2 separate regions of the Columba livia genome follow, and region 2 is linked to region 1. Evidence: chromatin contacts called from public Hi-C data. All regions are on one chromosome and are shown on one strand. Each heading gives the region's core, a stretch centred on a gene start, on an enhancer-like site or on the middle of the called end of the contact. The rest is flanking DNA. Distances are from core to core; before and after follow the strand shown. Region 1 holds the start of LOC102089843 (ly6/PLAUR domain-containing protein 2). Region 2 has its middle 39 kb from the start of TOP1MT.

The links. A called contact is a pair of places that touch in the nucleus more often than the background predicts.
Region 2: a contact with region 1 is called in a Hi-C map of liver, with 5 times the contacts expected there. The contact joins the enhancer-like site here to the promoter of LOC102089843 in region 1. A contact is called at or near these places in 2 of 2 Hi-C or Micro-C datasets (crop and liver).

Annotation. Positions count from the first base shown.
Region 1 is chr2:160,752,364-160,755,063 of bColLiv1.pat.W.v2, reverse strand. It overlaps LOC102089843 (ly6/PLAUR domain-containing protein 2), which reads left to right and starts at 1,389. Exons shown (of 3, transcript XM_005513746.3): 1 at 1,389-2,700.
Region 2 is chr2:160,808,952-160,811,651 of bColLiv1.pat.W.v2, reverse strand. No RefSeq gene overlaps it. Among named protein-coding and RNA genes, the nearest start is that of TOP1MT, 39 kb to the left of the region's middle. Within about 2 kb of position 1,256, at least 1 of the 3 cell types and tissues checked has an H3K27ac peak away from gene starts, as active enhancers do.

The sequences.
Region 1 (2,700 bases), core at 140-2,639:
AGTAGTGAGACCAAGGCAGCACCCAGAGTGTTCTACCTTGCAAGTAATGGGGCTGTGAGTCTTTTTGAGCCACCTGATAAAGATACCTTGATTTTGGACTCAATTACCTTCATAACATCTCTGCTGTGAGCAAAGAACTAAACTTAAAAGCCATCAGCATAGCTGTGTCCTGATGCCTGCTCATGCTTTTGCAAGGCTCTTAAGGATGCTACAATGGACAACCCCATGGGCTAAAAAGCTACGAGCAGGGTTATGAGACCTGGCTGCCTCCTCCAATCATAGAATCATAGAATAGTTTGGATTGTAAGGGACCTTCAAAGGTTATCTAGTCCAACCTCTGCCATGAGCAGGGACATCTTCACCCAGAGACCCGTCCAGCCTGGTCTGGGATGTCTCCAGGGATGGGGCATCCACCATCTCTTTGGAAAACATGGGCCAGTGTTTCACCATCCTCATAAAAAATTTCTTCCTCGTATCTAGCTTGAATCTCCCCTCTTTTAATTTAAAACCATCACCCCTTGTCCTGTTGCAACAGGCCCTGCCAAAAAGTCTGTCCACATCTTTCTTATCAGCCCCTTTTAAGCACTGAAAGACCACAATAAGGTCTCCCTGGAGCCTTCTCCAGGCTGAATACCCCAACCCTCTCAGCCTGTCCTCCCAGCAGAGCTGTTCCAGCCTCAGATCATTTCTGTGGCTCCTTTGGCTCTTCTCCAGCAGTTCCAAGTGTGTCCTGTGCTGAGGACCCAGAGCTGGACCAGCACTGCAGGGGGTCTCACCAGAGCAGAGCAGAGGGGCAGAATCACCTCCCTCCATATGCTGGTCATGATCCTTTTGATGCATTGGCCTTCTGGACCATCTCCTTCCTATCTTAACTTCTCAGAGTTTGCTCATACCAAGTACTTATGCAAGGGAACAAGGGCTGATGGGAAGAGCATTCAGCAGGCTACTTACCCTATACAAATAGCAAGTTATATTAGTGGTATTGCCAGGGGACATATCTGAAGGTCAGTTTGCACATGCTCTCGAGCCTATAGATGAGGAATAGATTACATATGGAGATCTTTTTCTTTTCCTCTTCACTCTCTTTTTGTCTTTCTTTCCTACTCATGGGCTATATTCTTGTACGCTTAGGATATGGTAGAAGAGATATTTGCAGTTTTTCCTTTTGAACACATGTGGCAAAGATTTCTTTGATAGATATATGTATATTTGAGAGAGAGGGAGGGTATGACAGCTTGTCAAATGCAAGAGATGTTATTCAACAGTTTAATCCCAAGCATGATATGATCAGTTCTGCCAACTCTCACAATTTCTGGTTCTACTATACATCTTTTTTTCTAATTCCCAAGACCCCAGCACCAGAAATTGTGAGAACCTCAGCTACTGTAAAGCCCTGGAGTGAAAGGCCTGAAAATGTGCAGCTACAATAATTAAAAACATAAATAATAATAAGAAAATAAATAACAAGAGCCCAGCATTTATAGAGCATTAAAACTAGTGGCTCGTTAAACCCAACATGTGATTTGGAACTTGAGGGCCATGGTGGGACAGCCCTTAAGTGCTTTGAATGTGTTTACTTGGACTGTGGAAGTAGAGATCGAAATCTCAGCAGAAAATTCAGTTCTTCATCTTTTCTGACAAGACAAGAGGTTACGAGGGGAGGCAGATTTGCTCCGTACAAGCATAAAATATCCCCAACACTTCTCACTGGAAAATGAGAAGAGCTTAAGTCAAAACCTGCTCATTTTGGAGCATGCTAATGAGAAAGTGGTTTCTGTGCTTCCACCCTGGAAACTGCTGTATTTCAGCGGCAGCTGCTGCCATCTACCACTATGCCAATGTCGCAAGGGTTCTTATTTTTGTGTATAGTCCGTACAAAGCTTACTGCAACACCAGCCCTTTCCACTCAGGTTCGCTGTTTGCTGGAGGATTTAAAAATGAACAAAGTTCTTCCAACTGTTTTTGGGATTTTTTTTTTTGCAAAAGGTGTTTTGGAAAACACAAACCTGATGTGACTTTGTTGCACAAACAGCCAGAACAAATAAGGCCAGTTGCTTAATGATTACTCAAATGATCCACCTCATTACTCAAAATATGTCCTTGCTTGACGTTAAGTTACTCAAGTTACAGATTATTTGAGGTTACTTGCCTCCCAAGGACCCTATTTGCCATGAAGGAGGCTGTGGTCCCACCACACCTGCGGGAAGCTTGGTAGCTCTGGTCCAGGTCCCTATTTGTCCATGCTGGAGTGAGATATAAGCATCGATGCTCTTCTGTCTCTGGAAAAGCAGATGTGGTGCACATCTGGATGCTTGGAGGTTTAGAGCCCTATCACGAGCCTATTACTCTTGTGATCCCAACGCTTTTGCACCTTGAAGTTGGGCTGTGCTTTCACTGTCATCCTTGGTTGCGAGGTGTTCCGGGTCTCAGCTGTTAGGGGTGAAGATGGCTCTGAATCCTTCCTTGATCCCAGAGGAGTTATTTCGCCCCTGGAAAGCTTCTGTCTGAGGCTATAGAACTGGAATGGGGATAGACACACCCAGTTTTGCATTTTGGGAGCGCCCATGGTGCCCATGGAAGTGAAGTCCTGGGTCAGTCCTGCCATCTACTGGCTTTTGACAGATTTGGTAGAGACACTTTGAAGCCCAGATCTCACAAGTCAAGGAGGAACCATCAACGTGTGAAATCAGGAGTAGGGAG
Region 2 (2,700 bases), core at 7-2,506, 57 kb before region 1:
TCCAAAAAAAAAGAGCATTATTGTATCCCATGGTTAATATAAAGGGGAAATAAATTGTCCTGGGCATAGCCGAAGAGCAAATGGGTTATTTCCCTTGCCCAAAGGGCATTGCAGCTCAAGGATGCTTAAAACTGCCCTTCTCCCTTGGTGCAAAGCTACCCCGAGTGGCAATTACTCCTCTCCAATAGACCAAAGCTATGTAGGGAGTCAGAAGAGGCCTGTGTGATTCCTAACCACTAATTATGACCACTAATTATGGACAATTTGCATCACAGAGAGATGTCAGTCATTAGCACGTGGATGGGGCTGTCCAGAAAATTACCCTGAGCCTTCTGCTGTGTCATCATACAAGGCAGTGTTCACCCCCCGGGGTTTGAAAGGGGCTTGGGGGACCCTAAACAGAAATGGTTGTGCACTGGGTGGAAAATAATTCATTATCATCACTACAGACCCCACTGAGCTTCTCTGACCCCATTCAAAGATCTGATGGCGATGGGAGGGGTGGGAGAGAGGTGAAGGAGCCCTTCTGCTCTCCCCAGCACAGGGCAGGACTCGGGTTTTGGGGCACTGCACAGTGCAAAAGAGACAACTCAGCTGGAGATGGCCCAGGGTGTGGGAGAAAGATGCTACAGAGGCTCAGCATAGTGTTATTACAGGCATTTGTGGAGAGGATACCCAACCAGCCAGACATGCGGAGAGAGGGGAGAGTGGGCTGTTATCCTCCAAAGGGGCTAAAAGACCCCAGTGCAAGAGGTGGAGAAAGGTTCATGGAGAAATAAGTGTCCAAGCATGGCACTTAGAATCACAGAATCTTAGAATCATAGAATCATTTGGTTGGAAGAGACGCTCAAGATGACAGAGTCCAACTGTTATCCTAATGCTGGAACTAAACCATGTCCCCGAGAACCTCATCTCTGTGTCTGTTCAACCCCTCCAGGGATGGTGACTCCACCACTGCCCTGGGCAGCCTGTTCCAATGCCTGACAGCCCTTTCTGGAAATAAATTGTTCCTAATATCCAATCTAAACCTCCCAAGGCACAACTTAAGGCCATTGCCTCTTATCCTATTGCTTGTTACTTGAAAGAAGAGACCAACCCCCCCGCTCACTCCAACCTTCTCTCGGGTGGTTGCAGAGAGTAAGAAGGTCTCCCCTCAGCCTCCTGTTCTCCAGGCTGAACCCCCCAGGTCCCTCAGCCGCTCCCATCACACTTGTGCTCCAACCCCTCACCAGCTCTATTCCCTTCTCTGAACTCACTCCAGCACCTCAAAGTCTTCCTTGGCGTGAGGGACCCAAAACTGAACATACGATTTGACATGCAAACAAAGTCCTTTCAGTGGCTGGAGCTGGCAGGCACATGTAGAACTGAGATGAAGCAACAAACAATCACAAATTTTATAATAAATACCTGGTTGGAGATAATAACTAGCAGTTTAAATACCTAAGGGACTTGTTGGATAGACGTCAGGGGGAGCTGTGACGTGACTCCTTCAGGTCCAGGTTGTAGGACAGTTGGACTTGCTGTGTGTGGTTGTCACTAGTCCTCTCTGCTGTAGGATCTATCAGCTTCCAGCCTCAAGCAGCCAAACCCATGCAATAAATTTAGCCCCAAGCTGTGCATGTGAGAAGTGATGAGGGGGGGTTGGAAGCATCAAACCTTGCAAAAAGGATAGCAGTGGTGCCCTGGGCAAGGGTTCCCAGGAGTGGGGGTGGCAGATGAGGACATCCAAGTCTTCCTGTGGTCGTCAGCCACCCCATCTGTCCCACGGCCACCCGCGCCACCGAGATGAGTATCACATCAGCCGGGAAAACACCAAACCACCCTTCTGAAGTGCAGCAGCCCCTGATGTGTTGCCTAATTATCTGCAGGGCTCGGGGTGGGAGGGGAAGTCTATGGGTTTTTTTGTGGGATAGTTGGCATAATCGGGATGCTGGTGAGACCTGCTGGGTCACTCGACCCAGAGAGGAGGGAGTAACATGTCTGTCCCTGGCAGGTACCAAGCTCTGCTGCAGGACTGACAAACTCCTCTCTGGACTTATGACACCTCCCTGTTGGGGGCTTGGGTTGAAATGCTGTGGGAAGTTCAGCTTTGGGGGAAATTCCAGCTGTTTGGGGAAACCAGGATTTGTCTAAACCAAAGCCAGAAGCTGAAACGCACTTCCCAGGCAATGCTTGGGGTCAACCCCCATTTCTGTTTGTAGTACAAGTTAAAAGAGGTTTCTTTTATTTTCTTTTATATTTTCTTTTTTTCTTTTCCTTCTTTTTTTTTTTTTTTTTTTTTTAATTATTATTCTCCTTTTCTTTCTTGATTTTGACTTCATAAAACATACTTTTGATTTCAAGCATCACAAATTGAAATGGCCTTCAGGGACTCATGCTGTTGTCTTCATTAAGGTACCTAAATGCTGGATACCTCAGCCTGTGCCCGCCCCTCGAGTTGCATTTTTGGGGTGATTCCCCCCTCTTAGGAAAGGCACTGAAGATAGTGCTTGAAGGGCTCAGTGGAGACCCCAACTCTTTCCAGAGGTTTGGGGCAAGTGATTCAGAGAAACCTACCATTTACATGGCTAAATTAGTTGTTTTGCATCCCAGACTTGGTGAGAAAAATGATTATAAAAAAACAAAAGCAGCAAAACTGTCAAAAAAAACCCACCTACGAGAGTAAGCTTGATGGAATTTGACGCGTTTCCATAAAGCTTC